Linked DNA regions of Mus musculus: all the other regions are linked to region 3. Evidence: chromatin contacts called from public HiCAR-type, HiChIP or PLAC-seq and promoter capture Hi-C data. All regions are on one chromosome and are shown on one strand. The core of a region is the stretch at or near the end of the contact, and the rest is flanking DNA. Distances in the headings are between cores, read along the strand shown.

What was found. Promoter capture Hi-C pulls out the DNA fragments that hold promoters and counts their contacts. HiCAR-type assays count read pairs that join an accessible place to other places. HiChIP or PLAC-seq counts read pairs in DNA pulled down with a chosen protein or histone mark.
Region 1: a contact with region 3 is called in a promoter capture Hi-C map of neural stem cells. The contact joins the promoter of Cenpw here to the promoter of Soga3 in region 3. A contact is called at or near these places in 2 of 39 promoter capture datasets (hippocampal neurons and neural stem cells).
Region 2: a contact with region 3 is called in a HiCAR-type map of astrocytes, with 5 times the contacts expected there. The contact joins the promoter of Ncoa7 here to the promoter of Soga3 in region 3. A contact is called at or near these places in 3 of 39 promoter capture datasets (cranial neural crest, hippocampal neurons and liver) and 3 of 115 datasets of contacts at active chromatin or transcription factors (astrocytes, embryonic forebrain and forebrain).
Region 4: a promoter capture Hi-C map of hippocampal neurons shows a contact between it and region 3, with 5 times the contacts expected there. The contact joins the promoter of Hint3 here to the promoter of Soga3 in region 3. A contact is called at or near these places in 7 of 39 promoter capture datasets (the 3T3-L1 cell line, cranial neural crest, frontonasal cranial neural crest and 3 more) and 3 of 115 datasets of contacts at active chromatin or transcription factors (astrocytes, embryonic forebrain and forebrain).
Region 5: a contact with region 3 is called in an H3K4me3 HiChIP or PLAC-seq map of embryonic midbrain, with 5 times the contacts expected there. The contact joins the promoter of Trmt11 here to the promoter of Soga3 in region 3. A contact is called at or near these places in 3 of 39 promoter capture datasets (cranial neural crest, hippocampal neurons and liver) and 2 of 115 datasets of contacts at active chromatin or transcription factors (embryonic forebrain and embryonic midbrain).

Annotation. Positions count from the first base shown.
Region 1 is chr10:30,196,893-30,202,572 of GRCm38.p6, forward strand. Cenpw (centromere protein W) reads right to left here and starts at 3,648. Exons shown (of 3, transcript NM_001109747.1): 1 at 3,469-3,648; 2 at 1,574-1,687; 3 at 1-334. The coding sequence starts at 3,588. The coding sequence ends at 308.
Region 2 is chr10:30,801,052-30,806,667 of GRCm38.p6, forward strand. Ncoa7 (nuclear receptor coactivator 7) reads right to left here and starts at 2,275. Exons shown (of 16, transcript NM_172495.6): 1 at 1,778-2,275.
Region 3 is chr10:29,141,415-29,147,538 of GRCm38.p6, forward strand. Soga3 (SOGA family member 3) reads left to right here and starts at 2,582. Exons shown (of 7, transcript NM_026138.2): 1 at 2,582-3,021; 2 at 5,150-6,124. The coding sequence starts at 5,245.
Region 4 is chr10:30,615,887-30,621,710 of GRCm38.p6, forward strand. Hint3 (histidine triad nucleotide binding protein 3) reads right to left here and starts at 2,480. Exons shown (of 5, transcript NM_025798.3): 1 at 2,317-2,480. The coding sequence starts at 2,466.
Region 5 is chr10:30,597,304-30,602,890 of GRCm38.p6, forward strand. Trmt11 (tRNA methyltransferase 11) reads right to left here and starts at 3,397. Exons shown (of 13, transcript NM_028604.3): 1 at 3,287-3,397; 2 at 437-502. The coding sequence starts at 3,358.

The DNA.
Region 1 (5,680 bases), core at 2,398-4,897, 1.1 Mb after region 3:
ACATCTTTAAAATGTACCCAGATTTTACTGTATGTTGCTTTCTTAGAAGTTAAATTCACAGCATAATTCTGGCTAAATTCAAAGACATAAGCTTTAGTCAAAGGAGTACACATCTCTTCAAGCTATTCAATACAGCATGATTTCATTTTTGACACACTAAGGAACAACACAGTAACACAAAAGAAACTCAGAAGCCATTAATGAATAAAGCATAATTCCTCAATGTTTTAATAAACCACAATATAAACTGATACATAAAAGTGTTTTAAATTAACATATCATATAATGCTTAAGCACATGCTGACACCTAACCTCTGCTCTTCTTCAGAATTACCTGTAAGGGAGGAAATGAAGATATATATTATAGCTATGAAAAACAAGTCAGAATCACTGATCTGCAAGGTAAATGTTCTACATTTCTCTAGCACAGTCTACCTCTCTCAATAAATGGAAACATCTCTAGATTACCCAAACTGGTTTTATACTCACTTTCATTCACAAACTTTGCCAATTATAATCCGAAGTATCAAACTGGTTGATTTCAAAACAGGTTTTGGGTATCATGTCATGTCATCCCCCCGTCCCCCCCCAACAAATTAATGATCTAAAGTATTAAAAAAAAACAGTTCTCAAACTCAAAACAACTATAAAGTAGTATCAAACAGTATAAATCCATCACAATATAAAACATCTCACAATTAAACTTGAATTTTAACAGCTGGTCATCTTACATTGAATAACTTGCTTCATATACAATTTTCAAAACATAAAATGTTACGGAAATAAAACAAAGAGAAATATTAAATTGTAAAAATTCTGGAAGGATGAGGCCCTAAGTTAGCTTCAAAACTATACAAATAAAAATAAAAATGTAAAAGAAACTGGCTATTACAGTTTAAAAAGAAAAATAGACCTCAGGTTCCGTGGGTTGGGTCTGCTAAGGCTGATGACCTGTGTCTCATCCCACATTGTGGAGAAGACCAACTGCCAAAAGTTGCCCTGACCTCTACAGGTATGCCTTGACAAGTGCACACACACACAAACACACGCACACATGCATGCAGGCAAATAATAATGGTAATAAAAAATTTTGAAAATGCTAAGTATGTTATATATTTAGAAAAAAAACCAGGGGTGTAAATTGAAAACACTTTCATATACTCTTCATGCTCTTAATCATTGCATTGCTTTCAGAAAAGTCCTTAATTGGAATATAATAGTTGTCGTGTTTCTCACTGAAGAGTATTCAGAAGTCTCATAAAAATTGCCAGGGCATGTCCAATGCCTTGGCTTCCCCAAGTAAGGCAGGGCCAGCAAAGAGATAGTACTATGGGTACTATATAAGAAAGTATCACGTGCTTAAACAAGTTTACAAAATGCTAAGTATGCTGTGTATTTTAACAAAGTTCAACAGCCTTCCTTGCTGGCACATCTCACAGTCTATCCTAACTCTTCTAGCACTATGCTAGCCTACAGGTATTTTGAAATAAAAAGTATTTGAATCAGACAAAGATGATGGCCATAACAGTATTTTTAAAGTTAACTCTTGTTACTAAGAAAATTTATATTTTACCTTTCCTGCAGCCAGTACATGATCCTTTTTGATAACTCTAGATTTACTTTCACAAGCATTTGTCCTGGACTCTTCTGCCAATCGCTGAATAAAAAGTAGGCAATTCAAATGGATCTTTAAAAGCAAAGCACAAGTAGGGTTATATAATATAAAAACCTTGTTAACATAAATTTATTACTCACAACTTTCTAACCCACAGCTTCTTCCAGGTTTGTGAGGGCACTATTCGCAGGTATCGCGCACATGTTTTCTTTATTTATATCAGTTACCAAGTATTCCAAACAAGGATGACTCAGAAGCTTCAGGGCTTTGTGCTTAAATAAAGAAGACAACGGCTTCTGATCCCAGTTCCCAGACGAATGAACAATCATCCCATAAGGCTGCACACTACACTGGGAGATCACATCAGAATTTGAAACACTGGGAAGAATATTAACGCCTCAACAACTAACTGGTATGGTAGTCATGCAGAAAAACGTGCTGCTTTAAATAGTACAAACTTTATGAATGGCATGGAGTGCTTTATCAGGTATAATTATGAAGTTAATGGAGAGCAGAACACTGTAAGCAAAGAAATGTCAATGAGCAACAGCCTAAACAGGAGCTGTTTAACAAGAGTGACAGAACAGGAAACCAGCACCTGGGAACAACAACTGGCCGAACAACTGGACCTTCCCTATGCTACCACTACAAAGTGTTGGGCTTCAACTCTGCTTGACACCTAGAGCACTCCACCGGAGTCCATACAGCCACGGGTCACTTCAGGACAGAAAATGGAAACTAAGCTACTTGAGAAAGGCCTGACAATCCCTTGAATCAGCTAGTGAGCTCCTGGATATTCCTCATCAGGTGGGTTTTGTTCTCTGTTAGACTCCAGGGAAAACAGAAGAAACTATCAAAAGTGTATTCCACGGAAATCCCAGCTCACTTACGCTATCTCAACCACTAAGGAGTCAGGGATGTGGAAAAAAACAGCAATGGAGAGAGAGAGAGAGAGAGAGAGAGAGAGAGAGAGAGAGAGAGAGAGAGAGAGAGAGAGAGAGAATGTAGATAATTTTGTAGTAGTCAAGAAAACCAGTATCTGGAGATGGCTCAGTGGTTAAGAGCTCTGCATCCCTTGTCAGGCACTTGGGAGGCAAAGGCAGGGATGAAGGTTGGGGGCCGGGGTGTCTCTGTGAGTTCCAGCCTAGTCTACAAACTGAATTCCAGGACTTCCCCGGGCAGGTACAGAGAAACTCTGCCTTGAAAATCAACATACTGAGAGTGTTAGTGGTGGTGGCAGAGGTAGGCCGATCTTTGAGTTCGAAGCCAGCCTTGTCTACACATCAAGTTCCAGGGTAACCAGGGCTACACAGACAAACCCTGTCTTGAAAAAAAAACAAAACGAAACCAAAGTAAAACAAAACAACACCCCCCCCCCCAAAAAAAAGGGCAGAAAACAAACTGATTTTACTTTCAGGCTGTAACATTGTTATTTATTTTTGGGCCAATTAATTAGTGGAAAGCACTATATTTCAGGTAAACACGAGTCTGAAAAACGAGTCTTGAAAGTTTTAAAGACTTGACGCCACATCTACACGATCACTTTAGTAGGGGACCTAGTGCAGCGGCCATAGAGAAATGGGTTCGGTAAGAACATACAGGAGCTGGGGAGGCAGGCAGGGGCCCAAATCTGTTTCTAGCCGGTTTACCTTCCATACCCGGATCAATTAAACTAATCCCAGAGCCAGGCAGTCTCCTTAACGGCTGGCCCTGGAAGCAATAAGGGGGGGTGCGGGGCCTTCCCGCGGGAGTTTTGAACGGGCTCCGCGTCCTCCTTCCGCGGTCCCCCGGGGCAGGGCGCTCCGCGGCCGGTCGTGGCCGGCGGGCCTGAAGGCGGAGAGAGCAGGACTTACCAGGAGGTCGCAGCACCTCCCCAGACCTAGGTGAGGCTTCTTCTGCTTTAAGGTGCGCTTGAGGAAGGCGCGGGGCGCCTTGCGCTTTACCCGCCTAGTGACTGTGGTGGAGGGCGCCATCCTCGCGGCCCGTCGCACGTCAGGGCCGCTCACCACAGACTGACACGCCACTTGCCTCCCCACACCGCCGAGTGGTCGATTTGAATTGGCCGCCGGACGGCGCACGGCTGTGACGTCACTGAAAACCACACCCACCGCAGCACCGGAAGCGCAGGCTGGAGGATGGACTCCTCAGGAAAAGGGTGTGTCCTGCGAACCCACTGCTTCAAGGTCTCTAAGGCTTGCTTTGCTGTTTTTGTCTGTAGTTTTCTATGGTGCTGTAGTTCGACTCTTGGTTCCATACAAAGGATGAGAAATTGTGAAAATAGTCAATAAGCCCAGTAAAACCCTTCTGTGCTCACCAAGCTATCCATATAGCAACTGGATTCTAATGAATAAGAAAGTAAATGAAAGAAGTTTGTGTTTTATTAGGAACTTAGGCCCGATTTTTTGATATTACCAATAAGCAATGTATATTTTTATATTATTGCATTTGGCTTTGCATGAGATTCTTTTTTTCTTACACCAGATTTTCCTCACAAATGCTCTCCCTTCATTGTTCCCTCCCTTAATTTCCCTATAGCTTTCAAATATACTTTCTTTTTCTTTTATTGAAAATAGATTTCTTTTTCATAAGCTGTATTCTGATTGCAATTTCCCCTCTCCTACCAGCTCCAAAATGCTCCGAATTTCTGTTCCTATTCACATCAATACCCTTTCAGTCTCTCCTCAGAAAACAAAACGGGATCTAACAAATAGTAATAAAATAAAATAACAAAGCAAAAACAATCACAAGAGGGAAAAAAAACAGAAGAAAAAGAGCCAAGGAAAAACCACAAGAAAGCATTTAGAGGCAGAAGCACACATTTGAGCACCTAAGCATTCAATAAAAATCACAAAAGCAGAAGCAATATTATATATTCTTTTTTGCCATATAATCTTATATTTATTTTCATTCATATAGTAATGAGGCTACTGCAAGCCAATTCAGATATTGTCTTTAAAATACTGTGGTGTCAAAAAAAATAAGCCTACAAAATGCAATGTCTGTTCTTGTGTGTACACTGCATCCCCAGCTAAATACCTGTGTGCCAATTAAATGGTATTAAGAGATATGGAAGAAATTGATCCTATTAAAAGATTTTATCAAGAAGTTTATAATTCTTCAAAGTTTCAGAGGCTCATCAGACAGGAAAGACATAAATGTTGCTGGCGCTTGCATTTAAATCTCCAGGTCAAAACCACAGTCATTTTCCCCATGAACACATCATTTTAGGTCTTTCTTGACTTCTTCTGTCAGATTCCTAGGACATTCATTCTATCAAAAATGTTCTCTTTTTTTTTTTTTTTGCCTTTTTTTATTAGATATTTTCTTTATTTACATTTCAAATGCTATCCCTAAAGTTCCCTATACCTTCCCTCTGCCCTGCTTCCCTACTCACCCATTTCCACTTCTTGGCCCTGGCATTCCCCTGTACTGGGGCATATAAAGTTTGCAAGACCAAGGGGCCTCTCTTTCCAGTGATGGCCAACTAGGCCATCTTCTGCTACATATGCAGCTAGAGACACGAGCTCTGGGGATACTTATTCGTTCATATTGTTGTTCCACCTATAACGTTGCAGACCCCTTCAGGTCCTTGGGTGCATTCTCTAGCTCCTCCATTGGGGGTCCTGTGTCCCATCTTATAGATGACTGTGAGCATCCACTTCTGTAATTGCCAGGCACTGGCACAGCCTCACAGGAGACAGCTATATCAGGGTCATGTCAGCAAAATCTTGCAGGCATATGCAATGGTGTCTGGGTTTAGTGGCTGATTATGGGATGGATCCCCAGGTGGGGTAGTCTCTGGATGGTCCATCGTTTCGTCTTAGCTCCAAATTTTGTCTCTGTAACTCCTTCCATGGGTATTTTGTTCCCTATTCTAAGGAGGTATTAAGTATCCACACGTTGGTCTTCCTTCTTGATTTTCTTGTATTTTGCAGATTGCATCTTGGGTATTCTAAGTTTCTGGGCTAATATCCACTTATCAGTGAGTGCATATCAAGTGACTTCTTTTGTGATTGGGTTACCTCACTCAGGATGACATCCTCCAAATACATCCATTTGCCCAAG
Region 2 (5,616 bases), core at 1,025-3,524, 1.7 Mb after region 3:
GTAAATGGAAGGCAAACAGAAACGGATTTTTTGTTTTTGTTTTGTTTGTCTTTTTCTCCTAAACATTTTCAAGCAGAAAAGACACAGGATCATCTAAAAACCTCAATTTATAGAGAAAATAGCTAAAATGCCATTTCTAAGGTTGAAGATGTTGCTCAAATAGGATTAGCCCAATACATCAGAAGCCTCGAGTCTAATCTTGGATCTGGCTCCTAGCATCAAAAATAAATAAATAAATAAATAAATAAATAAATAAATAAATCTCTATCTATATGATATATATATGAGTTTACTTTGGAACCACAGACGCTTTTAAATGTTTTGTTTCCCTCTTTAGCTTTAACAATATATATATATATATATTAAAAATAAACCACAGCTCAACTTTAAAACAAGTTACCTGTTACTTATTAACCAGATCACTGCTCCTTCTGAAATAACTTAATAGATTTCTTTAAACATAAATTCTGCCTTCTAAATTGTTTTTTTAAAGTAAAATTGAAATGGTATTAATTGCTATAACACTGGAAAGTGGACACGAAGGGAACCTTAACAGAGCCTTGCTGTTGACGCCGGAAATGTCAATGAAAAATAACCAAGTTAGCCTGTTTATAGAAAGAAGCAATTATTTAAAATACAGTTAATTGCACTAGCAACAACAACAACAATCTTATACTATAATTTTAAATGGTTGGGTTATATACAATGTGTATCTTGAAATACAATTTCATTCATTCAACAAATAACCAACAAACAGCTATAAGGCATTCAACATTGGGGAATTAGAGAATGGGAAGAGAAGGGGGGGGTGGTCGAGGAGTAGCAGGGGGAAGAGGACCTGGTAATGATGGTGATTCTGTCCTCTTAGTATTTATATTGATTCAGTTAGCCAAAATCTTTAATCTGAAATAGTGCTTATAAAATTGGAGCTTACAATAACAATTTTTTCAAAATTCTAAACCTTATTGCTTAACGTAAAATCCAAAACGGCAGCCTGAGAGGAAACAATTTTATTAAAAGCCCTAATGTATTACTTTTATTTCAAGAACAGGAAAAAAAGACTCAACCAGATTCTCAGAAAAGCAAGGGTCAGCTCAGAGTTGAAGGCGAGGCCGGAGACAAGACTGCCTCTGCTGGCGCATCTTTCAGAGTCTCAACTCCCGACACCTGTATCAAACTTGCAGCTCTCAAACCCATTGGCTCCAGTCAGCTTTATCCTACGAGAACACGCCAGCCTCATCCATCACCTACCTAGGTAATCTGATTTCTAGAAAGACTTTCCTTAAACTGACACCCAAAATGTTAAAGTGTTTGCACCACTGACTTTATATACCACTCGGCTAGCTGTAAATTACACAAAAATTCATAACCACCCCTAAATACCTCTAAAACAACAACCGTGGTCGTCTACATTTTAGCAAAAAGAACAGGAAGAACGCATTTGCTGATCCTGTTTTTTAAAAATGCAATGACACAATCTACTTGAGCTCGAGAAAAAGGCAACGGTCTCCTTTCAAAGAAGCTCCGCGCCAACCTATCCTTCCAAGCTCTCCCAGCCCCCAACCGAGGGTCCCCTGATTGTTAGCGAGGAGGGTCCAGTGGCCCTGCGCCCCGGCTCGGCCTCGAACGTTCCAAGCAGAGCGTTTCGGGTCCCCCGGGGGCTGCGCCCAGCGCCATTAGTACACCTCGGCAGCCCAGGAGGGAGGCTCCGGTTCTTCCTGGCCGCAGCATCAGCAGCCGGTAGCCTTCAAGGCCTGGCCCCGCCTCGGCGACCTACCTACTGGGCGGGGGCGCGGGCTCCGCGGGTCTGGGCGAAGTGGTTCGGGAGCACGCATTTCTGGGAGCCGTGGCCTCTGCCGCTGGGCGCTGGGAAGCGCATCCTCCGGGGTGGGAGGAGGGGGAGGGCCGGGGAGGGGATCGCCCGCCGAGGAGGAGCTAAGGGAGGCGTCAGGCGCTGCGGGGTGCGCTCCTGAAGGGCTCCGGAGTGCCGATCTGGCCCGAGCAGCCGCCGCCGGGGTGCTCGAGGCCTCGCCCAGGTACCTGCAGCAGCACCCACGGTCAGGGCGCCGGGCGCGAGCTGGGCGGAAGGCGGGGAGCTGCGGTGGCGCGACGCCAGCCCGGCGCCCGCCTCTAGCTCCGCCCGACCCGGGGCGCGCGCTGCACTCGTCTGCTGCGGCTGGGACCCGGGAGCTCAGCCGACCGCCTTAGCGATGCGGGCTGCAGCTGCGACATCTTGCCTGCCCCGTGCGACCTCGGAGCCGCAGGCTGGACAGCCTCGAGGTGGCTCGGGCCCCCGAACCCTGGGCCCAGCGGCTCCGCCCCGGAGAGCTGCGCGCGCGGCCTCCGCAGGCCCCGGCCATTTGTGACGCTGTGATGGTCAGGCAGTCAGTGAACCGAGTACGGTCTGCTTACCTGGCCCCTAATCTTATCCCTTTTAGCTGGCTCCTGTCTGGATCTTGGAGGGAAGTTAGCGCTTATGGGCACATGTGGAGTTAGAGCCCTTGCTGGAGCCTTAAAGTCCTTTTACTTCACCTTCCAGCTCTAGGACTAGGGGCAACCATAAATTCATCCTCTGTCATTTCCAGCATTGCCTTTGGCAAAGAGGCCCACTGTCTTCTTCTGTCCCCGGTACAACATCCTATAAGCTGCCCAATTGTAAACCTTATAGCCAAGGCAATGCGATGTAGCAACGGGCAGTTCAGCTGGCTCTTGGCTGGGGCTGGAGAGCAGCTGAGTGGGAAGGTTTTTTTGTTTTTTCTTTTTTTTTTTGTATGAGCCCAGGGCCCTGTTTCTGTGAGCTTCCAACCTGTATTGGACGCTGTTCCCTTTACAGTCCAGTGGCTATAACTGCAAGATGACTCGGAGGATCTGATCGTGAAGATCACTCTTAAATACAGGAAGAAAAAAGTGTGTGTGTGACAGGTGTGTCCTAAGCCATCAACACACACAGTACATAGAGGCTTCCCCAGGTTGCTGCTGCTTCTTGGTACTGCCAGTCTCTCTGGAGGGTGGAGCAAAGCCCTTAGCAGCCATGACTCTGAGATTTCAGCAGCAGATGATGTTACATGGTCATGCAAATATGGAATCACTTCCTGGTTTTGCACTGACCATCTGTAAATTCTGACATCGGGTTTGCATGTTTATGCTTTGAGTAGGAGACACTTCTTTCTGTGTTCTTTACACCCCTTTTGGTATCAACCTTGAGTGCAGGCTCTGCTGCAGGTACTGTTCCCACCCTTTAACTCGGTCAGCACCCTTTTGTGCCTATGAACCCAAGGTTCTGACGAGAAATAAAATAGGCCTTGATTTCTTTTCTCTTAGGCAAAAGTATAACTGAGTATGTGTTCAAAGTGGTGACTTGCTGATAGAGTGTTCCCCAAGTTTTCCAATGCAATGCCAAACAATGACACTGTCTTCATTATCTCCCCTGGAAGTACATGATGGATCACATGCTAAGGATAGTTTGTCACTAAAGTGAAAGTCTGAATAGAATGGGGAGTTGTACTCAAATGGTTGGGATTGGGGGTGCTTCTAATTTAAAGATTCTTTGGTCATTCTTTTTTGTGACTGAGTATTGACTGATTCTTCTGAGTATTGACTGATTCATCTGAGTCTTGTCTTCACACAGAAATCGGAATTAGCATCGTCTACATCCCTCTTATCCAGAATAGTACCCATCAGTCAAATGTGTTCATTCAAACTTAATGAAATACAATTGTTACGACTTCCAGTCTGTTAGTTATACATATAAGTTCTAAAAAGACAAATAAAGCTTGTGATTGCCTTTTGGACAACACAGGACCCAACATTTCCTTATTACAGGGAATTCTTCTGGAATGCTTGCCAGATTTCAATGGGTAGGAAAGATATACAGAAAGAATTGGAGGTAATTTGGGTGCAGCTAGATCAAATACTATTAGAATATATACATAAGAGCATGATAATCCTTAAGAATTCACAGATTGCCTTTGGACTACAGCTTCAGCATGTGCTGGCCTTGGATACATTTCTAACTGATGCTTTTATCTTCAAAGGTGGATGATCGCAGCACCATCTTCATAGGGTAGATACAGGGAATGAAGTAATTCATGAACAGTATGTATCATGTAGAATGTGTAATCAATAGAAGTCAGCTATTATTATAATAGCATGTGTTAGGGTGACAAAAGTTTTCTTTTCAAAACTTGTATCCCTGAACTGGACACTATAGTCCATTTCTGTAATGCCAATGTTTAGGAAGGCAGAAACAGGAGGATTGTCAGTCTCAAGCCAGCCTGTGCTACATAGCAAAATCCTATCTCTAATTAGTAAAAGTAATTGATTAAAATAAAACGATCTCCATAGCACCTCTCACTGTACTTGGCTAGTGGAAAGTGATGAACTGTTGGGGCTTGAAGCCTGTGGAAAACATGAAGAAAAGTGGTTTTTCCTCTGATAAAGGGGAGAAATTAGGGTGCAGCAGTTTAAGTGCACTAGACATGCTCTTTCTTCTGTGGCAAATAATCTTTATATAGAGACTTTTACATAAATAGAGAGGCAGGGAGCATCAATGACAATATGCAAATAGTATCATTCTTACCTGTCTGTCTAGAGATAATTCTGCCCTGAAGAATATGGCTAGTGTTTGTTTTAAAACGCAATATTGGCCATGTGTCATGGAACTAGAATTTCAAGAATATAGTTAAATATGGCTCTTAACCATTTGCTGATAAGGGTCCCTGATTAAGTAGTGAACTTAGGAATCTGGGAATGTGGCTCAGTTGGCAAAGTGCTTGCTACACAGCCTGCATCAACTCCGCAGTGCTCACAGAAAAGCTAGGGGGTCTCAAAAAATAAGATGGATCATAATAGAGGAACATACCAGAAGTCCTCCTCTGCCCTACACACACACACAAACACACACACACACACACACACACAGAGAGAGAGAGAGAGAGAGAGAGAGAGAGAGAGAGAGAGAGAGAGAGAGAGAGAAATGGGGAATTAATTAGGCTCACTGAAATATTGACAGTGATGTATATTTCTGTGCAAAGGTGTTTGAGTTGAAATTTGTGCAGTGTATGAAAAGCTGAGGTTACTACCACTTAGAAAGTTTACTCTTGGAGTGATGGTATTTAGAACTATCCTTCTATGTCTAGCTCAGAGAGAAATACATGTTCTCTCATCCTTGGACTTGGGCTGGTTGACACAGGCTGTCAGTGACACTGATGGCAACTACATCTAAAGAGGTTAATGAACCTCTACAAATATCCAAAGAGATAATTAACAAGGTCGAAGGCAGCAGCTCATTTTCACAAGCTGGGATCATTCCTCACGTGTAGTGTTTTTCAACCTGTGAGTTGTGACCCCTTGGGAGTCCAAAATGACTTGTTCACAGGGTCACCTATGACCATTGGAAAACTCAGATATTTACATTATGATTCATAACAGTAGAAAAATAGTTATGAAATAGCAATGACATAATTTTACGGTTGGGGGTTACCACATGAAGAACTGTATTAAAAGGCGCAGTGTTAGGAAAGTTTAGAACCACTAGCCTATTGGCTCACTAAGATACCGTCTTGATTTTGAGAAAACATGAAAGAAACCAGATGATGTGCCATATACCTGTGATCC
Region 3 (6,124 bases), core at 1,332-3,831:
AGGAGAGTCCCTTGGTCCTGTGAAGGCTTAATGCCCCATGAAGGAGAATGCCAGGATAGGGAGGTGGGAATGGGTGGGTGGGTGGAGGAACACGGGGTGGGGGGATGGGATAGGGTCTTTCAGGAGGTGAAACTGGGAAAGGAGATAGTATTTAAAATGTAAATAAATAAAATATCCAATAAAAGAAGAAAAGATGATTCATTATTACAAGTAAACAATAAAAGGTCAGTTGGTAACCTATTTCTGAAACAGCAAAAATAATTCCAAAGCCTTTCTGGACTATGAAGAAATCTGCAAACTCATCTTTGGTGTTTGCTTAATAGAAAGTACATATTTTTCAAATGTTTTCTTATTCTTATTTTATGTGTGTCCATATATGGGTGCCAGGTGTATGTAATGCCATCAAAAGAGCCTGTCACGTCCCCTGAAACTGGTTTTGTAGCAAGTCATAAGCTGTTCTGTGAGAGCAGCAACTGAACTTAAGAACTCAAAATTTCTCCAGCCCCATGCAGAAGTGTAATTTTTAACCAGTAAATAATGGGATAACCAAAACACGACTCTAATTAAAAACCTTTAGTTTAAAGGCTTGACAGCATTGTTTCCATTCATCCCATATTGCAATGGCTTATAGCACTGAGACTGCACAATCCTAAGGTAGAAAACTACCCTTTTGGGCATATGAACTCTGATGTAAGCATTCTTGATTTTATTAGATGTTCATAGAATAAAAGATACTGTTTGCATGGAAATAAACACTGAAATGGATATGTCTAAGCAAGTTCTTAGGCAAGCAGAACTGTTTTTATGCTTCTAGATTACTTGTGTAAGAATGCTTTATTTATAAAGATTGGCCTAAGAGATATTTTATGCATTTTATTAATTTTCATTGAGTGGGATATATGAATCTTAATATTCTTTTTAAAAATATTGCAATTTAGATAGTTGTGTGTGGTGCTCCACAACTTCAATTCTTGTATTCAGGACGCAGATGCATTTGAGATCATCCATCCTGGGCTCCAGGTTACCCCTTGCTACATACAAAGACCTGCATCAAAAGGAAAGAAGTGTGCGTGTGCGCACACACATACATACACACACACACACACACACAGAGTACTGCAACTTACATTGTGGTACATAATGAGGAACTGTTGAACACAAACTCAAAATAGCTTGTGACATTGTGACTTCATTTTGTTATTCTAATCAACGATGCAAGTCCTATCATAGATATCACAGGATTCACTATTCTGGCTTTCCACGTATTCAAGAATAAGAACAATATCTCCGTTACCTCAACTGTTGCCAGTATGTTTGAGCCTTCTCAGCACAGAGATGATTTCTCTACTTTCTTTGTATCCCCAGCACCTTGGACAGTGCTGGCCACAAACCACTCCATAGCAACAGTTTGACAGCCTAAATTATTTCCTTGTGATAACATAAGCGATGTCACTGGGGGTATACATTACCTGGGCTTAAATATGCTCTCATTTCGCTACTTCTGTGCAATTTACTCCAAATAGCCATTTCACTTTTAAGACAGGATTTAGTTTAAAATGAAGTCTCGCTCTAAAATTAACGCTAGGCTAGAAACTGTTGAAGAATATCTAAGTCTTTGTCCTTACAAAATCACCACAATAAAGTAAGAGAAGTTTAATGTCTCAAATTTTTCCTTTAAAAACAGGTTTATATATTCTGACCTGCAAACTTACAAGGGGATTTCTATGGGTTAAAGTAAGTCACTCGAGCCTACTCTCCTGAAATAAAATTGGAAGGAAAAAGAACAAAATTCCCCTCAAACATTAGGAGTATTATTACTGTGAATCAATATGGATAAATGTAAACTGGAAACGCATTTTTCTTAATTCATTGTCAGATCAGACGATTCTTTATTGATACATTTGTTCTGACTACTATTACTCACGTGCACAACAGTAAAAAAAAAAATGGATCTCAGAAATTACCAGTTTGTTTTCACTGAAGAAATTGGCCTTTAGCGAGGAGAGGGGAAAATATGGTGCCCAGTGCTACTGAGATGCACTTAAAACATCCCTGGAAGCACATATTTATTCAGTTTGCCCTAAATTAGTCATTTCTCCTTATCTCCTCAAGAACCCTTTGTCTGTGGGACAGCGGGTCTGACGAGCATTGTCTATTCGCGGAAAAGCCATCCCAGGACTCCGCCCGAGCTGGGGGTGGGGAAGGAGCCGCGCATGGAGAGACTGACTGAGCATTAAAGTGAGTGAACAAAGAGAAGTACCGGAAGCGCGCGCCAGCGCCTCTAAGAGCTGCGTCTAGAGACTCCGCTGGGTCAGGCTGAGGGTGCAGGATGCTCCAACCGGCTTCCCAAGGAAAAGAGCTCAAGTAAATAATTGATGGAGATTGATCGGACCTGAGACAAAGCTTTGCAGGAAGCCAAGGCATCCGATTTTAAGCGGTCTTGGAGTCTTCTGCCAAATACAGGAAATGGAAATGGAGAGAGGAATTTGATGAGCCAGGCTGAATAATTCTGCATCTCGGGCGTGGCTCTTGCCTTTTTGTCTTTCTGCCTCCCACCCGCTACCCTGGTTCCCCATCCTTCTCTTTCTTCTTTAAGCAACCACTCCGGTTACTTCTCTCCTGTCTTCCCTTCAATCCCGCCCTCTTTCCAGCCCAGTCCGGTGAGGTCAGCTCATGAATACCGCTGCACTTCCTGGGGAAGAGTCTGGCACTGCTTGGCACCCCGGGTATTGCCTGCTGCATTTGCAGCCCAGCCAGCCAAGCACCGCCGGCTAGGAGTCAACTCCCAGAGCTCTAAGTCTTTGTGGTTGTCGCCTTTGTTCGGAGAAACAGAGTGGGTGTGGATCCCGTGCAAGCAAGCGCGCCCAGAAGAAATTCGCCTATAACACTACGGAAGCTGGGAAGTTGAACTTTCTCTGAAAGGTAGAAAAATAAAGTCGGAGGTCTCCGGCTTCCTGGAAGCAAAAGCCACTGCAGAGAAGTGAGATCTTCTGGATTTCTAAAGACACGAAGAGAAACGGGGTGGGTCCTGGGACAGATAGGATTTGAGATGAAAAGGGTTGATTTGGTCCTTACTATCATTGCTTGGATGGATATTGCCACTGGAGAAACTGTGAGATACATTACCTTATTACTTTGTCAGGGAACAAGTGACAGACACTAGGTTCCTTAGATTGTGGAACTAATTAATGAAACCCAAGCTTTCGTTGAGGTTATAGTCTGGGCGGGTGAGGCTTCAGCTGGTGACTTTCTGAGTTCCCGCGTGGTTCTACTTGGTTAAATATAACATTGCATTGTCAGTACAATTAAGCTGGGTGGCCCACTTTAGTCTGACCCACGGTAAAGTAGGCCAGACTTTTTAGCAGAGGGTAACTTTGGTTTTCCTTCTGAAGTAATCATTGTTTATTTTTGTATTACAAAGGGAGTTGAAAAGAGATTACAGAGGGAGAAAGGAAGGTGGAGGAGTTTTGGGTGCCTTTCCGTTATGAAAGGACAAATGATTACATCCTCAATTGAGATACTTACAACAGACAATAAGAGTAATAATGGGAAACCATGTCTCCTAAAAGCTCTCTCTCTCTCTCCCTCTCTCTCTCTCTCTCTCCCTCCCTCTCTCTCTCTCTCTCTCCCTCTCTCTCTCTCTCTCTCTCTGTGTGTGTGTGTGTGTGTGTGTGTGTGCGCGCGTGCGTGTGTGTGCGTGTGTGTGTGTGTGTGTGTGTGTGTGTGTGTGTGTGTGACCTTCCTCTGCTTTACCAGTAAAGGTAAATGAGGTTCTTGGAAAGGGGCCAAATGAACTAGCTGTCTGAACCACTAGCAAGGAAAATCCACAGGTCTTTTCTGTCCTCTGGATTAAAATGGTATGTTTATACTGGAAAGCTAACACAATGTATCTTACCGCCCTAAAGGAAGACAAACAGCCTTTTGGTTAAATAGTGTTCCATGGTTCTGTTTCAGAATTTGGCTCCATAGGAATGTCTGAGCATTTTAACATTTTTAAATTTAGGTTTTATTTTATGCATATGGGTGTTTTGCCTGCATGCATATTTGTGTACCACATATGGGTCTGGTGCCCAGGGATGACAGAAGAGTGTATCAGGTTCCCTGAAACTGAAGTTACAGAGAGCTTAGAGATGTCACCTGAGTGCTTGGAGCAGACCCTGTGTCCTCTGAAAGAGCAGCCAATGTAATTAACCACTCTGCTATTTCTCTAGTGGGCATTTTAAAACTTCTACTCAGTCTATTATATACTATCTAAGGAGATGGTTCAGAATAAAACTGTTTTCTATGTTGTACTTGCAACTCAGTCCACCTTAAGTGCAGAACAGGAAGAAGCGAGGACAAATTCGCCATTAAAAACTTCGCAGCCTGTAGATAAAGCTGTTCATCAAATTTTTCAACAAGTATTTTTAAGCTGCTAAAATAATCTCTTTTGGGTTGTCAATGACTGAATCTTATAACTAATTCTTAATAGCAGCTTTTTCTTGAGCTTGGGGTTGATTCATATTCATTCTTTACAGTGTGTGTGTGTGTGTGTGTGTGTGTGTGTTCCATTCTAAAGAAAGTTGGCTAAAATTCTCTGAAGACAACATTAAGGGCTGGGGATGAGTGGGAAAAGTGTCATTTATCCAGGGAAAATCTTCTCTAGGATCTTACATTATAGCCTTATTTCTTTAACTGACAATTAGGAATACTAATTTAATACCCCCCCCACACACACACACACACACTAAACTAGGTTTAAAATACAGATTTGGAGTCAGAGGAGGAAGCTGTTTAACAACTATAATATCTAAACACTTCCTTTACCTTTCTATCCTTTTCCACTTTTCATCTCCCCTGCCCCCATTTCCTTCACCTTTCATTTCTTTCTGAACCTGTGCCTCACCCATCCCAGGTACAGGTTACCTAGGGAGTGCAAGTTTTAGCTGCCTTCAGATCCTTTTGACTGAGGTGGAGTAAGATGGAGACAGCGCCACTTTGGGCAAAGTGAGGACTTACAGCCCTGAATCTTTCACCTACTCAAAGCTTCCATCAAACCTTTGGTTTCCGAGTCTGATAATTCTCTCTAGCTTCCCTTGTACAGCACATTGACCTTTGGCTCTACAACAGTGTAAACATACTGTATATTTTTCTTCTATTTCCATCCCAGCTTACACAGGAAGGTTGGTGACAGAAAGGAGAGAAGAGGATGATCTAGAGATGGACGCTTCCAAGTGGCATCCAGTAGGTTCTTTCTAGACTGCCATGAGTCAGCCACCGTCCGGGGGCGCTGCCCCAGCCGCAACCTCAGCTTCTGCGGCCGCCGCAGCCACGGAGGCTCGCATGCACCCGGAGGGCTGCAGCAGAAAGCAGCAGCGAGCTCAATCACCCGCTAGGCCTAGGGACAATTCTCTTCGTCAGACCGCCGGGGCCACGCGGTCCCCGCTTGGGGTCGGCCCTAAGCTCAATTCTGTTCGGCAGCAGCAGCTGCAGCAGCAGCAACAGCAGGGTAACAAGATAACCGGTCGGAGCACCTCTGGGACCGGCTCCAGAGGACTCGGAGGCGGGGCGGAGAAGGCGGTGCCCTCCATACCCAAAGGGGCTGTTCCCGGAGCTGTCCAGCCCGCGCCTGGTGCTGAAGGGTCCCCCGCGGCGATCCTGGCCTCTGTGAGCTTCAGGAGGTCCGGACAGCCGGAAGAGGCACCCCGGGAAATAGAATCCGGGCCCTCGAAAGTCGGGGAACCTCCTCCGCTCGGGGGAGTAGGAGGGGGCGGGGAAGGAGGAGGAGCCGGTGGTGGCCCGGGGGACCGGGAGGGGGGCGCTCCGCAGCCGCCGCCGCCCAGGGGTTGGCGAGGGAAAGGCGTCCGCGCAACGCAGAGGGGTAGCAGCGTTGCGGAGGGAGTCTCCCCTTCACCACCCACCGCTGCTACGAGCAAAACCCCCGGCCCAGGTAGCAGAAACTCTGGTAGCGGCAGCACAGGGAGCGGCAGCGGTGGTGGAGGGAGCTACTGGAAGGAGGGATGTCTGCAGTCTGAGCTCATCCAGTTCCATCTCAAGAAGGAGCGGGCGGCAGCGGCGGCGGCCGCGGCTCAGATGCACACTAAAAACGGTGGCGGCGGCAGCCGCAGTTCCCCAGTCGCCGGCG
Region 4 (5,824 bases), core at 1,230-3,729, 1.5 Mb after region 3:
ACCATTATTAAGAGAAAAAAATCCGCCGGGCGTGGTGGCACACGCCTTTAATCCCAGCACTCGGGAGGCAGAGGCAGGCAGATTTCTGAGGCCAGCCTGGTCTACAAAGTGAGTTCCAGGACAGCCAGGGCTACACTTTCTCTGGTTTTTCCCTGTCTCAAAAAACCAACCCCCCCCCCAAAAAAAAAAAAAGAAAAAAAATCCAATCCCAAAGATAGAGTGCCAAAAATAATGTGTGTATATACATGTATGTATTTTTTAAATCTTTGTGTGTGTTTGTTTCTTTTTTTTTTCTTTTCTTTTTTTTTTTTTTTCCCCTTTGGTAGTGCTGGTGGTCAAACCCAGGGCCTAACATGCTTACATGCCTGGCAAGTTCTGGTAGTTCACTGAGCTACACCTCTGGCCAGTTTTTCTTTTTTCTTTCCTTTTGGGGTTTTCAAAACAAGGTTTCTTTGTGTAGCTCTGACTATCCTGGAGCTTGTTGGCCTCAAACTCAGAAATCTTCCTGTCCCTGTCTCCCAAATGCTGGGATGAAAGGTATGTGTCACCACCACCAGGCTTCTTTACAGTATGACTTCCCAGAGCAAAATACTGAAGAGAAGCCAATTGTCTCTAACTCAGAAACAATGTTGGTAAAACTATAAAATAAAGCACTGAATGCCTATTAAAAGGAATGTAAAGAATTACTACTGCTATGAAATTATTTCTAGGCTAGTCTTTTTTTTTAAAGCACAAAACAGAAAAAGCTACCCTGTGTAATGTTCTACTATGCTGTTCCAGTTGTAATTTTTATAGACTATTCTAGGACCTGCTTCAACAGTTCCTCCAATATTTCCTAACAAATAATTCTCAAAAGTTAATTTTTATATAGCTACAATAATTTCTTCCCAGTAACTGTCCCCTTATATCTAAAACAAGCAAGTCCATTTGAAAGAGCATCTTAAAGCCATGGTATCTAAGGTGTTAACAATTTTAATTAGCAAAAGAGCAATTAAATCAGCTAATATTGCTAAGTATGAATTCAGGCATAGCAACACTTCTGTGGGTTCTCAAACATTGTTTCATTTTTCGATTCTAAGAGCTAGCTAGCTTTCTTTCTTTCTTTCTTTCTGTTTTTGTTTGGTTTGTTTGTTTGTTTGTTTTTGTTTTGTTTTTCAAGGGATTTCTCTGCATAGCCTTAGCTGTCCTTGAATTCACTGCATTGACCAGGTTGGCCTCCAACAGAGAGATCTTTCTGCCTCTGCCTTTCTGAGTGCTGGAATTAAAGGCATGTACCACTACCACTCAGCTATTTCTAAGAGCCCCTTAAAAATAATTCGTATCAATGCCATGAGACTCATACACAAAGAGTAAGACACTGCCCTTGGTACTGGTAAGCCCCCTGCTAAGAATATGTGATATGCCCTTTGCTTAAATGAATTCTAAAAATACAGTAAGAAAACCATACAGAGATCTGTGAGGCAAAGAATCATCTCTGACTTTTGTTGGAAAGATTCCTCAAACAAATTCTTCATGATGCTGGCAACCCTGATTATACCAAAACAAATAATTTCCTCTGCTCTTATTTGTATAATTATATATCAACAACTTATATAAGTGCAATCATTTCCTGTGTTTACAATGAATATATGTGTAATAAGAATTTTAAATGCAAGATGATAAATCTCTCTCAAAAGATTAACTCTTTATGAAGGATGATGAGATGTAAAAATGTTAGACCCAGGGGAAAGGGAGAGTTTTCTGGAATTTCCAGGCATGACATGACTGTTGCTCTCCCGATCTCGCAGCAAGTATGATTAACTACACTTGATCTGCACAGGTTTGAACCCTGTCGAGATCTTGTAACGAAAAGGGGAGTAGTTCATGAGGCTCTCACGGTAGATAAGGAAGATTCTTACAAGCTATTAACTGTAAGTATCAGTTCGACTTCAGACCCAGTCCTGAAACCCCATTCCAGCCCATTTCAGTCAAATTCACACTTCTTCACCACGTCCAAGACCTGTTTTCAGCAAGTTGTACGCTCTCTAACGATACTGGAAGAATACATAATTTTAAAATTACTATCTAGAGAAGAGGAAGACTCCCTAAAATAAAAGTAAAGACACAGGATGCTGCTGTGTTGCAAATGCATGCGAGGGAGGCGAGAATGCTGGGCTCTATCACTGCTATCTCTCCCTACTGAACAGCAAAGGCAACACTGGAGACCTCTGGGTCCCTGACAGAAGTCAGTCACTGTTTAGTTCGTCTGCAGAGACAGAAGCCTGCGAGCAGGGATTGGATGCCTGGTCCCCACCCACCCGGCCTGTCGCCGCCCACCTCACAGTGAAAGAGTTCAGTTTTGGGTTCCTGACCCGCCGCCACGCGGCAGAACACGCAGTTGCTGTCATAGTTCCAGGACTCCGAGGTCCCAGGCGAGGACCCCTCGGGATCCGGCTCTCCGACCAAGCCCGCTTGCTTCTCAGCCATGGCGGCCGAAAGGCGACGTCAGGATCAGCTGAGGTGCGCAAGGCCCGCCTCGGGCGGATGCACCTGGAATCGCCGCCCTAGGGTGGCCCGCCTAGTGACACGGAGTCTGCGCACGCGCAGGGCCAGACTCTGGGTATGGGACACACCAGATAGCTCGGCCTCTAAAAGGGCGACGATCAGAGGGCAAGCCCGGCGCTCCGTGATGACGAAAGCAGCGCAGCCGCAGGAGCCCACTGCTCAAAGGCGTTTTCTGACGGGAAGACCTATCCAGGGGTTGGTAACATTCATCTAAAGTGTAAAGGATATTGCTTTCACGTCCCTATAGTGTATTACACTCCCGTTACAAAAGAAAAAGAGTATAGAAATTCGATTCTTTTAAGGGTATGAGAGGATGAGTCAAACGTATAGAGAGCCTTGTTTGGCAAAGTGAAATTTCCGAGTTTCCTGTGTACTTACTTGTTCAGCCACAGTAATTTTAGGATCTGAAACCAAACCAAACAAACAAACCCGGCCAAATTGGTCTCTACATGTTTGCTTTTGTTTATAGTACAATGTAAATCGAAAGGGTCTCCTATCACACATATGTCATATGGAGAGAAAAGGTAGTAATTGAGAAATTCCCTGCCAGGTCACCTGATTCATTGTAACAATTTTCTCTTGTATTCCCGGCTATTTAGGAAAGAGAGGGAGAGAAACCCTTTGGGAACAATCATGCGCGGAAAAGTATCAGTTCTTAAGTATGATGTGATCTCACCTTTTTACAATACATGGCATTTGCTGAGCACCAAATACTCTGTTTCTCTAATTGTGAAAACTCCCAAGGTTGATTATTTTATTACAGGTCTACAGAAAGAGACAGATTCAGACTTATTTTCTTACCACTTACCCAAATGATAAAATTCAAATAAATGTCTAGTTCTAGAACCCATAATAACACTTAGTGTGACTTTAAACTCAGTAGTGATTTTAAGTGAATTATCTTGTAATCTGAAACAGTAACGTAAGTTAAGTAAGAGTACATGCACATTCACGTTGCATTTAATTCCCTTTGTAGTTAACCATATGGTGTGCAATCATGACAATAGCTTCTCAGATCATCACAAGTTTGAGGCAGGACTCAGAAGCAGAAAATTTGACTTTGACACATTTAAATATTATCATGTTCCATGTCTGTTCTTACACTTTCATATCACGCTGCTTTTTTATGGTGTGTGTATGCATGCACACACACAGTAGCTGTATGTCTTTATCCATGTAGGTACTTGAGTACTTGGGCTGCCTCTTGGGCCATGGTGGGGGGGGGGGTGATCTGTAGATGCCTTTCATAACTGCTTGTTTGATATTGAAAGCTTTTGAGTTGACTTTGGCTTTGGTAAGGACAGGAGTTTCATCCTTTATTCTTGGTGCTATCATAGTGGAAATGTTCCCATAGACATTTCACAACAGTCTGATGAATAAAAGAATGATTTTCAGATCCCACGGGAAAACACTTTTGAGTTATGAGAGTTGCACAGTCACAAACAGAAGTGCTTTTTTAGTAAAGGCTATGAGTGGTAAGGGTCAGGAGCCTTGTATGGGGGCAGGTGGGGATGGCTATAACAAACACCAGAGCCTGATATTGTGAATTAAGCATTTAGGGCCCTGTCTGTATGCTTCCATATGGGTGTTGTCTTGGGATAGATGTTTGCACACAGTTATTATAGGGCAAAAGTTTTTCAGTTCTCTCTTCCTTGACAAAATGTTTCTTCCTCAGTAAGGCCAACTCTGACTAACCTTGCAACCGTGGTCTAGCCCCTTCCTTCCTCTTTAGCTTTCTCTATTTTTTTTCTATTGCAAGTCCTTTCCCACATACTTAAAATTATATAGTAGCATGCTACATATATGTTAACCCTATGCATTTAACTTAGGGTATATATTTATTTTTACTCCTTCATCTCCAATGAGTGCAGTCTCTACAGAAATTATCTTTTGTTCCTGTTCATATATGTACCAGCAGTAACTCTGCTACTCTATAGTAGTCAAGGACTACAATAAGAATTTTTGGTCTAATAACTGGAAGGCTGAAGCTGCCATTTACCAAGGTGAAAAACTGTGGGACTAACAGATGTGGGATGGTCAGGGAAGATCAGGCATCCTGTTCTGGGCATGTTACTTTGAGATGCTATATCAACTGAGCTGATGGGTATAGGCTGTTTATCGTTGTAAGAGTTCTAAAACGCTTAATGTCTTAGACCAAAAAGGTTTCCTTTATATAAATACACTCCTAGTTATGCTCACCACTGCTGCAATGAGTCACCATGAACAAAGTAACTTTGGGAAGAAAGGGTTTATTGGTTTTTTTTTTCCACCATTACTGTTCATTATCTAAGGAAGTCAGGACAAGAACCCAACAGGAACCTGGAGACAGGAGCTGATGCAGAGGCCATGGAGAAGTGCTGCTTACTGGCTTGCTCCACATGGCTTGCTCAGCCTGCTTTCTTATAGAAACTTATAGATCACCTTCCTGCAGTGGGCTGCACTCTCCCACATCAATCACTAATTTTAAAAATACCCTACAGGCTTAGTGGTACATGCCTTTATTCCCAACACTTGGGAGGTAGAGACAGATGGGTCTGTGTGAGTTTGAGGCCAGCCTGGTCTACAAAGTGAGTTCCAGGGCAGCCAGAGCTGCATAGTTAGACTCTGTCTTGAAATAAATAAATAAATGTCTTGGTCTTGTTTGCATACATAGCAGGCCAGCTGTTTCTGGTATTTATATAAAGGAACGGTATATGTGCTGTCTAGTTTTATGTCATTTTAACACAGCCTAGAATCATTGGAGAAGAGGGTATTGTAAATTAGTTGCTTTGTCAACCTGCCTTTAAGTGATTCAGCCACAGTAGTTTATGCCATCACCCACTTCCACTAGGTATGGCACATATAAAGCCCTGGCCACACCTCTCTCTCCCCCTCTCTCATTCCCTCTGTGTTGCCGGTAGTTTTAGAAACACAATACTGCCTTTGCCCAGGAGCTGCGATGGGGCTCTGACCCCTCCTGGCTCCCTTTGTTCCTTCTGGCTTCTGCCAGGCTGCCAGCACTGACTTGGCATCTCTCACTCTCTACCCTCCTTGCTCAGGGAGTAGACTGCACCACCAGCCCACTCCCATGACCCTTGTCCCAGGATGGGTTGCATTACCAGCCCCACCATTGCATCTGAGCATAAAAAATACAGTTTGTCACTTTTCAGCTTGCCTTTTGTGACAGTTTCTGGTCACACACAGAATCTCCTGCCTAAAAAGGCATGCCCTCATCAATTAATTATCCCCATCTCTCCTCCACATCCTTGGCTACCCTCCCATAGCAGGGACCAGCTGTCCC
Region 5 (5,587 bases), core at 2,147-4,646, 1.5 Mb after region 3:
GTGAGCAAGAACTCAGGAAAGAAGCTGTGTCCACAGAGACCAATGACTGATGAGAACTGCAGTGCCTGTGTTGGGCTTCCTTTAGCATCCTCCCCGTCTCTGTGTAGAAACTAACATACTGCACTAATAGATAAAAAACGCTTGCCCCGCCATGCAAAAGCTAAGGATGTCGTCCGATAGCATCTCAGGCCTGTAAAGATGCTTCCTGCATCTTGCTACAAACCACCTCTCTGACGTATAGTAGGACATATTTCAGCTTACCTTAATTTATGACTTCCTTTGTTCTGTAAAACCAGGAGAACTGCTTCATTGCAACACGGAATTTGGGGTAACCTAAATATGTGTTCCCAGGCCATAACCATTCAAAATGGCTCCAAAATAAACCACCTCCTATTCCCTTTAAAAATAAATAAATAAATAAATAAAATCACCTTACCTTTCCATAAGTTTCCTGACTGTTAGTGAACTGCCCTCCAAACACCGATAGTAAAGACTTTATTTCCTGTATTGAAAAACATAGAGAAAATATATGTTTGTTACGGTCTGAGGCAGAAATGTCCCCCAAGGGCTCATGTTTTTCAGGTCAGTGCTTAGCTTGAAGTATTACTTTGAACACTGGAGAGTATTTAGGAGGCCGTGGCTAAGTCCACCACTAAGAGGCAGGCTTTGAGAATTATTCCCACGATTCCGACCCACTCCATGTTTCTTAGTGTGTGGACACGCCGCTTCCTCACAACCCAGCCTCAGACCATGCCACTCTGCTACACCTCCAACTGCACTCTCCAAAGTCATGAGGCAAAACAAAGCTCTGCTCTGTCAGGTTACTTCTGACAAGTGACTAATGTGCATTTTCAATCCTTTAAACTGAGTCTGCAGAGAAAAGCAGGTCTAATGATAGAAAGAAAGGGGAAGGGGATATCTACTTGAGGCATATTGCAATTGTCAGCATCAGGCAATTGTAACATAGACTTCTGAGATTTTTATAGTCCTAACCATGGTTATTAGGTCATAGACCTGAGAGATTTTATACATGAGCTACAAAAGGATTTCATCAGAAACTGTTCTGTCCTGATTTAGGGAAGTAAAGAATTTTTTTTTACAGATGCTACAGATTAGTAAATAAAATAGTCAACAATAAAAAAATAGAATGAATTATTAAACATGATTTGAAGATGTTTGAAAAAGAAATAATTAGCTAGGGAGCATAATTGTGAGTTTGAAACGTGTAAGGACATGGCTAACCTTTCAGTGTAGTAATAAAACTAGAAAGAGTTAACACCAGTTTTGTTTGTTTTTAAGATTGTCATATAACCAAGGCTGCCTTGACTTCTCGATTCACCTGCCTCCACTTCACAAACGCTGGGATTACCGGAGTGTACCACTATACCTGCCCAGAGTGAACATTTTAAATGTAACATGCATGTCATGAGGAAATTTGATCAAATGCATACATCCTTCAGGCAACCTCTTTGTTCTGATAAACACAGATTGACTGTAAAAATACCTTGCTTTGTCACACTGACCAATTGCTTAAATAAGATATAGCAAGTGAACTCTATCCCTCCACATTGGCCCTATGAGGAAGTAACTAAGAAGATAAGTGTCCCCGATGCTGGTTGCCAACACTCTCCTTCCCTCCCTTCCAGAAGGTCTTTACACCATGACCATGGCCATCAGGAGGGAGTGATACCATCACTTCCTACTCCAAATCACAAACAATGGGAGATGTGAGCAACAAATGCCACCTCTAGTTCTCTTTGGGTATGTATGCATCAAGTTGTTTCTTGTACTAGAAGGTGTTTGGTTTTAGCAAGAATTGGGGGTGAATGGTGAAAATAAATTGCATGGATATCCCAGAATGAAAAGATGTGTAAGAGGTGGGGACAGAACCTCCATCTTAGCCACAAAACACATACACTCACTCCTACTCATCCCCGTAAGGAGGAGGAAACCTCTGTCCTTATGTCTGACATGTTGCATGTCTCCTGCCAGTTTTCCTTTAATGTCCAAGCTTCCAAGCATCTGTACTTGGCCTAGCACTTTTTTTTTAAAACCTGTGGGTACACTCACAAAAGTAAGGGAGGCCTTGTGCCAACGGAGGCCAGAAGTGTAGGCACCCCTGGAGCTGGGGTTACCAATGGCTGTAGGCAGTATCCTGACACAGCTGCTGGGCGCCAAATTCAGGTCCTCTGGAAGAGCAGTGTTCGTAACCAGTGAGCCAACTCTCCAGTTCCAGTGTCTCACCACTCTTTAAACATGAAGTTGAAGAAATCTCATCCTTTCCAGGTTTTCTTACGCAGAAAAATGAAATGCTTATCACAATCTAGATTTGTTCTCACCTCCTACATTGCCACTCTATCCTGTTCTCTTACTGCTGACACTAGATTAGTTTCTTAATCATTTAATATTCCAACAGATTCTTATTAACTCCAGTCTTATTGCTCTCGAGTCCTTCCTTCATTTTACTTTCTATTAAAAAACAATCTAATTCTGCCTCTTTACTTTTAAACTGTTTAATTCCTCTTCCAAGCTATAGTGTCCTCAAGTCTGTTTTCTCTGGTCCATCAGCCTACTTCTCTCTCTTTACCACTCTGCTACGTAGCTGGTGACGAGCAACGAACAACAGTTTATACTTCTAATGGACTTATTTCCTTGGCCCCGGTAACTAATACTGTAGCTCATATGTCACCCCCACCTTGAAAGGCAACATCCTTCATTCATCAATGGACAAAGATTCCCTTTTTAAAAGGCCCCCATACTTTAAAGGTTCCCACTAAGAACCCTCCATCATTGCACTTCACAAAGTTATGGCTATGCTCTCGCGTCCGCTAGTCCTGAGCCTAAGTAAACATTACGCTCTTTAAGGGCAGAGCTGTCAGTCAGCGCATCCTTGCCGTTCGGTGCACGCGACTTCAGGCGCTGTAGAAAATGTCACTTGAGTAAATAAAAAAGCTTCCCCCTCCCCAACTTTATTAAGTTCCACCCCAAGCCTTCCATCATGCCTGAACCTATATCGACACTCCTCACACTCCACCGAGAGCCCCCATGGATGTCTCCATTCTGCGTCGGGTCAGGTTCACCTGCTTAACTGCGGCGCCAGGAGCACGTGCAGAGGGGTGAATGGCAAGGCTCCGTCCTGGAGAAAGGCTGCCGGGGACATGGTCCGCCCAGCGGCCTCATCCCCGCCCCAATCCAGGCGCGCGCCGCTGCCCGCAGAGACCCCCCCCCCCCCCAGCCGGCGCGTGAGGAGTGCGAGCCTCTGCGCCCAGCACCCAGGACGGCTCACCGGTAAGCGGAACTCCAGATGCTCCTGTGCCATGAGCAAGAGATAGCGATTCAAGGAGCCCGGCAGCGCCATTGCAGCTACTACCGTGCGCCTGCGCGGCCTCCACGGGCCCGCCCCCTCCTCCTCCTCCCTAGAGCCAAGTTTCCGCCGAGCCTCATCCCGGAGCCGGAAACGGAAGCACGACAAGGAACACTGGCGGGTGGCACTTTCTAGGAAGGGGCGCTAAGGGCAAGAGTGAGATCCTGGTGTTCCCACCGTCTGTGGCTACCCTAGCACGCTCCCCTTGTGAGATGCATTGTTTTAAGAGGCAGGCTGCAGTGATCCCGCGCAGTTCCCCAGGGATACTCCACTTGGAGTGTTCTTCTGACTCCTCCCTCTGTTCTTCAGCTCAAAACTGGACCAAAACTTCACTGTTAAGTGTAGACTCTTAATCGTTCGAGATTCAGCCTCACCTGCTTGAACACTGAGTGTACTTTTAGTGATTTTGCAAAAATTTTTCAAGAGCTGTCAAGGACCCATCTCGGGTTGCTCTGTATGGAAACAAACAAACAAACAAAAGCCTTCCTCAGACTTGCACTCCGTAATTATGCTATGTTGTTCCAGGCACACAGTAAATCCACAGCCAGTGGTAGATTAAAAACATTGGTGAAAGTTACCCTAATTACTCAGATGGGCCTAATACCATAACAGTTTGCAAGAGACATGGCTACCTATACATAAGCTCGACAAGTATCATTTCTGCTCAAAGTACTGAACCCTTTGTACTGCTGAGGCCTGTATTTTTGGGTTTTGTGTTCCACCTTGGTAATGCACAGCATATACAAGTATCCTGTGCCAGAAATATAGTTGATGCTTATTGGTAGTGATCAAGACAGCCAGCACACAGACAGTGGTGACCCTTGTTACCCAAACCTCAGTTCCATTTATTATCCCTATGCTCTCAGCGAATTTTGTAACATCTGTGAGCTTCAATATTCTTTTAAGAACTGGAGTATTGCATCCTACAGATAATAGCTATAAGTACTAGGTGTTACAATATTCAAACTTCAACGTATACTCTATTGCATGGGACCAATAAATAGCATTGGGAAATGTTTTTTGTTGTTTTAAATGAGAATTTCTGCTTTTTTTTTTTAAAGAGAGATTTGCCTTTGTTAGTGTTGTTAAAAATCCTTTCACTGAGGACAATGTAAGCAACAGCAACCATGTCTACCAAAATCCCAAGAACAAAACAAGGCACATTATCACCAAAGTTCACTCCAATGAGCAATGAGTTTATTGGGTTTCCTTCTAGAGAATCGATGAGGACTCACTCACCTGGCTATGGGCACTCCTACCCTAACAGGATACACCTGAAAAGCTTTACCCAGCAGTGAGATGGGCCAAGGAGATGGATAGACGTTGACTTCCCAGCATTCCCACTCTCTAGTGTAGTACCTACAAACCAGCTACAAGGACTTTCTGTTGGATCTATCTGCCTTTCTGGGTTCTGACTCTGAAGGAAGTACTACTATAATCACAAGAGCCAAATCCTTAACACTATCGAGCCCCTCTCCTTGAACCCCGCCCTCCTCCCCCCCCCCCCCCCCCGTCAAAATAAAAATCATTCTGATAATTAAAAGGTAAGTTATTTTAGTTGTTAGAATAATACTCAAAAATGTAAGAACACTTTTACAAACGACTACATAAATGAAAATTCAGTAAAATATTAAGTTAATTTTTGTTTAAACTAGTTTTCATATATTCCAGACTGACCTAAAACTGTCAAGCTCTTCACCCCTCCCCCTCCTGAGAGTTGAAATTATAGGCCTATGCACAACACCTAGTTTAGGATTTCTCTTCATTTGCATTTATGAAACTTGACTAGAAAACTAACACAGATATGCAGTTATTGCTGGACTTTATAACTGACCATATCTTTTTTTTTTTTTTTTAAAGATTTATTTATTATATGTAAGTACACTGTAGCTGTCTTCAGACACTCCAGAAGAGGGAGTCAGATCTCGTTACGGATGGTTGTGAGCCACCATGTGGTTGCTGGGATTTGAACTCTGGACCTTCGGAAGAGCAGTCGGGTGCTCTTACCCACTGAGCCATCTCACCAGCCCCTGACCATATCTTAACAGTATCATCATGAACAAGAATGACACCCACAGACTCATATGTCCGAGTACTTAGTCACCAGGGAGTGGAACTGTGTGAAAACGATTAGGAAAACTAGGGGTGGCCTTAATGAAGAAGAGTGGAGGAAGTGTGTCACTAAGAGTGGGCTTTGAGCTTTCAAAAGCCCAGAACAGACAG